Regions from separate parts of the Sus scrofa genome. Here region 2 is linked to region 1. Evidence: chromatin contacts called from public Hi-C data. All regions are on one chromosome and are shown on one strand. Each heading gives the region's core, a stretch centred on a gene start, on an enhancer-like site or on the middle of the called end of the contact. The rest is flanking DNA. Distances are from core to core; before and after follow the strand shown.

What was found. A called contact is a pair of places that touch in the nucleus more often than the background predicts.
Region 2: a contact with region 1 is called in a Hi-C map of embryonic fibroblasts, with 2.5 times the contacts expected there. The contact joins two enhancer-like sites. A contact is called at or near these places in 3 of 47 Hi-C or Micro-C datasets (alveolar macrophages, embryonic fibroblasts and fetal heart ventricle) and 1 of 2 datasets of contacts at active chromatin or transcription factors (skeletal muscle).

What each region holds. Positions count from the first base shown.
Region 1 is chr8:100,274,013-100,278,618 of Sscrofa11.1, reverse strand. No RefSeq gene overlaps it. Among named protein-coding and RNA genes, the nearest start is that of ANKRD50, 490 kb to the right of the region's middle. Within about 2 kb of position 3,083, at least 4 of the 83 cell types and tissues checked have an H3K27ac peak or open chromatin away from gene starts, as enhancers often do. A contact at or near this core is called in embryonic fibroblasts, where this site is marked.
Region 2 is chr8:100,521,870-100,526,710 of Sscrofa11.1, reverse strand. It overlaps a transcript of SPRY1 not described here. Among named protein-coding and RNA genes, the nearest start is that of SPRY1, 340 kb to the left of the region's middle. Within about 2 kb of position 2,285, at least 32 of the 83 cell types and tissues checked have an H3K27ac peak or open chromatin away from gene starts, as enhancers often do. A contact at or near this core is called in embryonic fibroblasts, where this site is marked.

The sequences.
Region 1 (4,606 bases), core at 1,834-4,333:
CAATCCCACTCTTGGGCATCTATCCGGACAAAGCTCTACTTAAAAGAGACACATGCACCCGCATGTTCATTGCAGCCCTATTCACAATAGCCAGGACATGGAAACAATCCAAATGTCCATCGACAGATGATTGGATTCGGAAGAGGTGGTATATATACACAATGGAATACTACTCAGCCATAAAAAAGGATGACATCATGCCATGTGCAGCAACATGAATGGAACTAGAGAATCTCATCCTGAGTGAAATGAGCCAGAAAGACAAAGACAAATACCATATGATATCACTTATAACTGGAATCTAATATCCAGCACAAATGAACATCTCCTCAGAAAAGAAAATCATGGACTTGGAGAAGAGACTTGTGGCTGCCTGATGGGAGGGGGAGGGAGTGGGAGGGATCGGGAGCTTGGGCTTATCAGACACAACCTAGAATAGATTTATAAGGAGATCCTGCTGAATAGCATTGAGAACTATGTCTAGATACTCATGTCGCACAGAAGAAAGGGTGGGGGAAAAAACTGTAACTGCAATGTATACATCTAAGGATGACCTGACCCCCTTGCTGTACAGTGGGAAAATAATAAAAATAAATAAATAAATAAATAAATGACTATTTGCAAAAGATGTTATTAGAAACATCCACTGAAGCTTGAGAATTAGGACAATGGTGACATTTCAAAAAGATCTTTTCTTTGCCTTCATCTTTCAACTTAGTATAAAAACCATTTTCCTCATTCTATCAATTATATTCATTGTCTTAAATCCCTGCCACAAGACTCCACTTTCTCTAATCCCTGCTATTTAAATCTTATATGTCCTATATTTATGCATGCATTGTGTATAATACATTATTATAATTATGTCTTATACTTCTGTTGAAGACTAACACCTATTTTCCATCCAACTCAAACTTCTGCCATCATTCTAAGAAATTTCAATATTCAAATAAGCAACATATCCAAACTCTTGGTTTATTTACTTCTCAGCCATAAGCTCTGGAAAACCATAGCCAGGAAATTGTCATCACCTGAAATTATTTCCCTCATAAAATCCACAAATCAGATGCCTGTCAAAAGAAAGTCTCCATGGTTGTCTCACGTTTCTTTACATGTTGAAACTGACGTACTGATTGCCCTTTGATCTGAACTACCTTTAAAAAGAATTTTCTGGGTAAGAAAATTGCTTCAAAGACAGAAAGAGTCTCCCTCTAGAAAAAGGAGCATGTTTGCTTATAATCTTGAAAGATAGTGTCTGCCTCCAGAGCAAGGATCTCAGTATAATAAACATAATATCTTCTATCAGAGCAAAGGGTGAGCATGCTCACTGACCGTTATAAAAAATACGAATTCCCTAAACTCAACTTCCCTCTCCTGTTATCAATACACTGCATGTGCAGGTATCATCAGACCCTTTGTGATGCCCCATAGAAACTGGAGCCTGGAGAAATGGTACAAAATTGACAGTATGTATTCTGGCTAATTTTTTTTTCCTGTGAGTAATCAATCATCATTCATCTTGAAACTAAGAGTCTGTGTCTTCTATGTACATTCATAAAATTATGATACTTTAGGGTTAAATCTCAAATGTTTCACAGTTCTTGACATCCACTCTGTATACAGTCTCTTGAATATTCTTCCATCTTGCCTAGCAATCTTGCCTGCCTGTCATCTTACCTTTTTTTTTTCCACTCAACTTGCCTCAAGTGTAGAAGCCCTCTCTTGTCTTTATCAATTTCTAGTTAATACCTTGAACCACATTTCCTTTATATTCTTTCATTAACTGAACCTGAAAAAAAAATCCTAGTTTTCATGATTCCAAGTATCTGCTTTCTGTCTTCCTAAAACAGCCCACTGAGCACTGTGGATAAGGTGGGAGGTAAAACAGACAGTAGATTAGTATCAATATGACTTAATGATCAACAATGTCAAGTAGTTCCTCAATATTTTTCTAGTTATGTCTTTCTTAATTGGGGGGAGTATCTTTTAACCTCATCCCAGTCCCCTCAGCTCAGCATTATGTCTCAACTTTCTTAGGTCTTAGCAAATTATCTTTCCTTCTACTTCATAAAGAAGAGAGTAGCCATAAAATTGGATACACTTAAACTTTACATCACCAAATGTATGACGGATAAATGCATTTTGCATAAAATATCATTCATGAATATTTCTTATGAGAACACAGAAGTCCATGTTTGATTTAAATCAGTAAATGAATCCTAAAGATATCTAGTTCAATGGTTTTATTCCTGCTATTTATTAAATTTTGTCTCCTTAAGCAGTATAAATCTGTTGATTCAATAATGACTATTTTCTCTGCTTCCCTGAATTGGAAATAAACTACTGAGAAATGAGCTCTCTGCTTCTGATACAACAGTCTTGGTAGAGATGGAGCTATTGGAAAGCTTAACTTTCTCTAAAATGAAGGAGCTGGCAGGATAAAAGGAGGATAAAACTTTACATAAGAATTGTAATGGGATGAGACTGCTATAGTTGGCACTTTCTTATTTGAACAACGTCCTCCACTCCAACTTGACCCTTGAGAATTTCTCTGAACAGAAGCTTGGCAAATAAAAACAGTGAGAAGTCAAGACAACCAAGGAAAAAATCCTGGACTATAAACACATCCTGCACTGGAACCTGGGTAGGAAAATAAGAAGCATGGGTAGCAGTACAACATCTTTTTTGACTCAAAAATAGATTAGTTTCCCCTTTTTAAAAAATACGTACTTGATGTTAAATATAAAATAGACAGCTAACAAGGACAAACTATACAGCACAGTGAAATTTATTCAGTATTCTATAATAACCTATATAGGTAAAAAAATCTGAGATAGAATGGATATATGTATATGTATAACTGATCCACTTTGCTGTATACCTGAAACTAACATAATGTTGTAAGTCCACTATACTTCAATAAAGATTTTCAAAAATAAATAAATAAATATGTACTTGATGCTAAGAGTGCTCTTGATTATATCTAGCCACTTAAGTGGATGAGAGAGGGTTAAGGAAAGCTGTTTTTAATCTCTCTAGAAGCAATGCTGCCAAAACTCTATCTAAGGCCAATCTTGTCATGTGGTTTGTGGACCACATCCTGTTGTGCCATTAAGCAATCTTGCATGTGGTGCTATCCTTTCTGAATCTCTACATTCCTCTCTGAAAACTTAGCATCTCAATTTAAATATACTCAAGGCTATTGTGCACTGCTAGTTCAAGTGGCCTCCTTTTGGTCTTATTACTTTTTTTTTTTTTTTGGTCTTTTTGTATTTTAGGGACACACCTGTGGCTTATGGAGGTTCCCAGGCTAGGGGTCCAATCAGAGCTGCAGCTGCTGGCCTACACCAGAGCCACAGCAACGTGGGATCCGAGCCATGTCTGCGACCTACACTACAGCTCATGGCAACACTGGTTCCTTAACCCACTGAGCAAGGTCAGGGATCGAACCCACGTCCTTGTGGATGCTAGTTGGGTTCGCTAACCTCTGGGCCAAGATGGGAACGCCTGGTCTGTCTTTCTTGATCTCATTATACTTAAGATAGTGGACTACTCATCTTTCTTATACAATTTTTCTTTGGCTTCTATAAACTGCATTTTCCATTTTTTTCTCCTTTTTTCTTCCTTATTCCTTGTCTTTTTCTCCAGTACTTCCTCCTTGAATAAGAGTTAAACCCTGGAGTTCCTCAGGACTCGCTTCTAGGTACTTTTCTTATGCTATAATAGACTGTCTCTAATTAGATTATATAATCTACTTTGAGAAATTTAAAATGAGCCTTTATACCAATAGCTCCAAAATCTTAATTTCTACTATGGGACCTCTCTTCCAATTTTCAGGATGTCATATCCCAGAGTCTATTGAGTTTATCTATATCACAAACAAAGATGTACAAATAAATCTTAGTTACTCATCTTAGTCTCTATAACTCACTCAAACACTTGTACGTTTTAGGTTTGTATGTGAAGATTTTTATTATAAATTAAAATTTTGAAAATGATAATTTTTAGAGTTTTATAAAGAGTTACATGTAAAAACATTATTGCTAATTTCTGTTTGTGGTCATAGGGAGTAACATGTATCAGCTTACTTTTGAGCAAATAACTATAAATCTTGGCAAAATATATGAAGCAACTGTTTTTAAGCACTGGACTCCAAACAGCTCAGGACTGTGATCCTTAAAAGAAAGGGAACATATAAAGTGACCTCCAAGTTCATGTTGGCTTTCTGCCTGGGATCATTTTCCAAGCCACAGCAGAGGTAATTGCAACAAAAGAGTGGTTGTTCCTCCGAGCAAAGAAAAGAGTGAATAGTGTTTGGGTTTACTTAAGTGATTGGAGTTATCATTAGGCTTATTATTATAAACAAAATAACATGAAGTCAAACAAAAATAATATATTGTAGTATTTGATATATCATATTAAACAAATAAAACATTATTAGAAATGCATCTCTAATGATATACTTTCAAAAGTTATTTACTTCAATTATTTCTTAACCTATTGATGAATATTACCTATGGTAGAGTTGTTCCACTTCCTAGTTTTAAATTTCATAAGCAATAGGTTTTTAATAAATGATTTTTATCAAGTTGAAGAAGTTGCCTCC
Region 2 (4,841 bases), core at 1,036-3,535, 250 kb before region 1:
CAGTGCTATGAAGAGGTTATGTGACATCTAGACAAGAGAGTCAGGATGACAAGTGCTCTCTTTCCATTCAGACAACTAATCCCTAAGCATTTCTACCTTTTGCTGACTGTCCATAAGTGCTCTACACAAGAAATGTCCCTCTCTCCTCAGTCTTGCCTAGTCACTCACTTGCCTAAATCACTGTATGAATTTCCCTCTGTGAAACTGACATGGAAGGCACACTCCTCCTTTTAGCCCTTCCTGTCACTGGTGTGGAGTGTTGCATGTGTTAGTGTATGTGTGTGAGTGCGTATATGTGTGTGTATAGAGTAATATCTTCCCAATTTTCCATTCTTAGGTATTAAAGGATAGAAGCAGAATCTGTCTCTGGTTTTCTTTTCTGGTAGAAAACTCCTGAAGTTATTTTCAAGGGCAACGCCCAAGGCATATGGAAGTTCCCAGGCTACGAGTCGAATCAGAACTGCAGCTGCTGGCCTACGCTGTAGCCACAGCAAAGCCAGATCCAAGCCACATCTGTGACCTATACCTCAGCTCTTGGCAACACAGGATCCTTAACCCACTGAGCGAGGCCAGGGATCGAACCTGTATCATAGTCGGATTTGTTACCATTAAGCCACAATAGGGAATCTTGGTGTTCTTTTCCCTGGCCAGCTGTGCTCCTGGTAGCTGCCAGTGCATTTTCCTCCACCAGAGCACTGTCTTTCTTTAATGTGCTGTTTCTAATCCATTGTGGCCTGGGAATCCAAATAACCCAGCTTGTTAGAATTGATCTTAATATAAGAGTAAATGCCCCCAAGCAAGCATCTGTGTCCCCCAGTGAGTTTCTTTGGGAATCTATTCTTCAAGTTAGGTGTTAGTTTTTGTGCATGGATAGCCCCAGTAATTTTTTTCTCCACTTCTGAACACTTAAATAGATCCAGCTGGCTGATGAGGTGCTTGACAGCATCCAGCCCATTCTCAGTAGGAATTGTTTTCTCCCCTTTACATTGTTTTTCATGCCCTCAGTAGGAATTGTTTTTCCCCCTTTACCTTATTTTCCGTGCCCTAAGTTATTTTTAAATATGTTATGCGTGGTTTTGTTTCATTTTAGGATATTGATGAGATATTATTAACTGGAGAACTAATTCCTTACTTTTAAAGCCTCCATCTTGGGGGGGGTTACCTTGGCCAAACTATGGATAATGATAATGTGCAGTTTGTTTTGGGCTGTTTAAGAGTTTGTGTTATTAATGACTGACACACAGCCACCATGTGTGTCAAAGCCAGGGTTAGCTAGAAAGGAAAAACTGTATGAGAATAACCTGATTGTGCCAAGAGGTCATATTTTAAACATACACTCAGCCCTCCGGAACCGTGATTTCCACATCTGTAGTCGGCCAACCAGAATCTGTGGAGATGGAGCCCACTGCTACAGCATTTTATGTAAGGGACTTGGGCATCTGCAGAGGTCCTGGAACCAATCTGCCCATGGGTGTGGAGGCCAACTGAACTGTCCTTAGCAGCAGCAGAAGTCATGGGAGAGGAGCCGGTGTTTCCTAGGATGCATTGTTTATAAGTCAGGTTGCAGAATGTTTTTAAATCGTGGGATGACATTTAAGTCAAAATGATAAGAGTAGGAATTTTGACGTCAGAATCAGTGAGGTATTTGGATAATCATCATTTGATTTTAGAAATGTTTTGAAGTGGACCCCGTTTCTCCTATGTCCTTTCCCCATCATCCTACGCTTCTCAACAGCATGAAGTGCAAACTCTCGTTGTGAGAGTGAACGGTGAGGGGCAGAAAATGCATGTAAAAGTCCCCAAAGCTCAGTGTAAATAGTCACAGCCTTTAAAAATAACGCAGGTTTAAGAAAATGAGAGCCTCTATAAATCACTGGAAAGCTCGATGATGATTCTAACTGCAGATGGGCTTTTAAACAAGTGAGTTTGCTGCTGCTTCGCAACTCCCAATTGGATATTAAAAAAAAAAAGGCTCTTTCTCAATTTCCTGTTCTTGTGCCTTATTAAAATCATTCTGTTGCTCTGACCCCCGCCCCTGTTTCTTTCTTCTTTTCACATCTGTGTTTATTCGGGGAGGATGTTACCCACAGTTCCCGGCCATGAAGAATGCATGAAAGTCATGAGGATGAGATGGTGACCCAGCTACAGCGTGTGTGAAATGAGTGATGGGAAGAGAGAGAGAGAGGGAGAGAGCAAGCCGTGGTGCAGGGTTATGAGTTGTACAGTTATTTCTAGCTTTGAATTGTTTCCAAATCTCATACATTCACAGACAGCCTCGCCAAAGCCCACAGCTGTCATGCATTTTCAACAGATTCCACAGGGCCTAGATGAGGTTTGAAGGCATTCCTTTGCTCTTACACATTAGCTAAAAGGAATTACCGTAACATCTGATATTGTGGAAGTGGGATATTTGCCATCCTGACCTTGCCCAAAGCCGTCCGGAAATAGGGGTCCAAGAATGTATTATCTCATGCAGCCTCTAAAGGTCACTGGGGGCCCCTCAGAGGTTTTCCAACAAAACCCGAGCACCCAACATGCTCTGCATTTGGAGGAACTGTGCTGTTTTGTATGGACACGGTGGGCAGACACGTGTTCCCACTGCTATTTGGATGTTTGTCATAGGAAAGGCATGTTCCACTGGAGAAATTCCCAGCTGTCAGTAATGCACTGATACACCACAGCCAAATCATCTGAGGACGAGCCAAGTAAACAGGATGTTCACAATGTGTGTTATTGCATGTGTATGTAGCAAAACTTCTGCCCATTTCACAGCCTCATAATGGGATTGACACGCATTGCTTAATCTGCATCTGTCTGTTTAGGGTAGAAACACATAAACACCAATGAAACAATGTGTTAGAAAGCCCTTTCTTTGGCTATATGGGCTGTTGATATGACGGGATGAAATCTGTATAAATTGGGAATGAAGGAATGAATGTCATGAGTTTACTTCCTGGGAAGTGACTTCAAGTCATCCAAATGCAGATTAGAGGAAATGATCAGATCATCAGTGGCTATTGTGAGTTAACAAAGGGGACTGAGTCTCCATGGCTATTTTTACAGACCACTGGAGTCATTCTTTCTTCTTGTAAGATACTCATTAGTTGAGTTATGTAAATAGATGTACGGAAACAGGTCAAAGTTATGTCATTGCCCTTTTCTGTTTGGAAATACTGCTGTTAACTGTTAGAGTCTAAGCATGTTCCTGAGGCAGCAATTAGGGAAAGGAGAGTGGGGAGTTCCTTCAGCATTCAGTGCAGAGTGGGTTCTCTGAAAAAGAACATTAAGTATCCTGTTAGGTATCATACTAACTTCTCTGGGTATGCAAATCCCCTTTACCCAAGTTGGTACATTTATTCATGATAATCACAGTGGGTAACATTTATTGCAAATTTCCTATTGGCCAGAACTGGGCTGAGTCTTTAAAATACATGAACTCTTTAAATTCTCACAAAACATAGAATGTTGATATTATTATTATTATTATTCCTCTTCTACAGATAAGGAAACTAGGGTTCAAGGAATTTAGTAGGCTTGCCTAAGAAGATAGAGCTAGTCAGACAGCAAGCTTGAAGCCAGGTCTGTTTGAATATAGAACACTTGCACTTAACCATAGTTCTGTGTATCTCTGCTTTATGTGAAATCTGATTCTGTCATAACACTGATGTTATGTTTTATTGAAACATGAATCCTTGTATCTTCTTCAACAGGCTTTATGTACAAAGATAATTTTGGTATTCTAGGTCTATTCATTTAGAAAACTTCACTAACCTAGCATGTTGAAGGTTTAGGACTAGGCTATGAAGCCTTGGTAATGATTTTTTTTTTCAATTTTGATCTTTTAATTATGGTTATTACACACTGCATTCAAAACTTATACCAAGATACACTAATTTAAGCCAAAATCACGTGTCAGGATGGAATCTTCTAAAAATTTTGACACTCTTTCAATAGTTTTTATGTGTTAAACATAGTGGAAAAAAGAGTTCTAAATGCATAGAATATGTGTGCTTATTTTGGTTTATGACAATTTTAAACACTTGTACTGTGATGTCTGGCAGAAGACAGTTCTACCTAATGGTTAGGACACGGGTTCTGGACTTTTATTACTTACTCTCTCTTGGGAAATTTAATTGATGTCCCTATGCCCATTTTCCCCTGATCTGTGCAATAGTGTATAGAGAAATAATAACTATTACCTCGTAGTATTGTAGTTAAGATGTGATGAGAGGATACGTGTAAAATGTGTGCCCTGTAAAAAGTATTCAACAATTTGCTCTGAAATGCCTTTTGGCATTTCCCTCATTGGTCTTTGTGTTATTTTTCTCCAGGGTCCTCATCGCAATCAGACATACTGGATTATGTTTATTAAATGTCGTCTCCCTGACACAGACCATAAGCTCTGTCAAAACAGGTATGTTTTGTTCTCTGCTATATTCTCATTTTCTGGAACAGTAGACGGTACCAGGTAGGCCCTCACAAATATCTGTTAAATGTATAGTAGCTATTATTCTTATTACTGTTAGCATCTGTTTCAGACTCAGATACCAGGCTTTAAAAAAATCCTCAAAATACTGGTTAGGTTTGCATAGTTACCAAGAGGCTTCAGATGTATTTGATTTGTAGCCATAAAATTTAATATTTTGTAGAAACATCAGAGCATATTGGGTTTAAAGTCTTTGTTTTTTTATAGTTTATCTACCTGTTTATTTTCTTTTTTATTTTTATTTTTTCCATTATTGTTGATTTACAGTGTTCTGAAAATTTCTACTCTACAGCAAAGTGACCCAGTCATACATACATACACACACACACACACACATACACATAATATTCTTTTT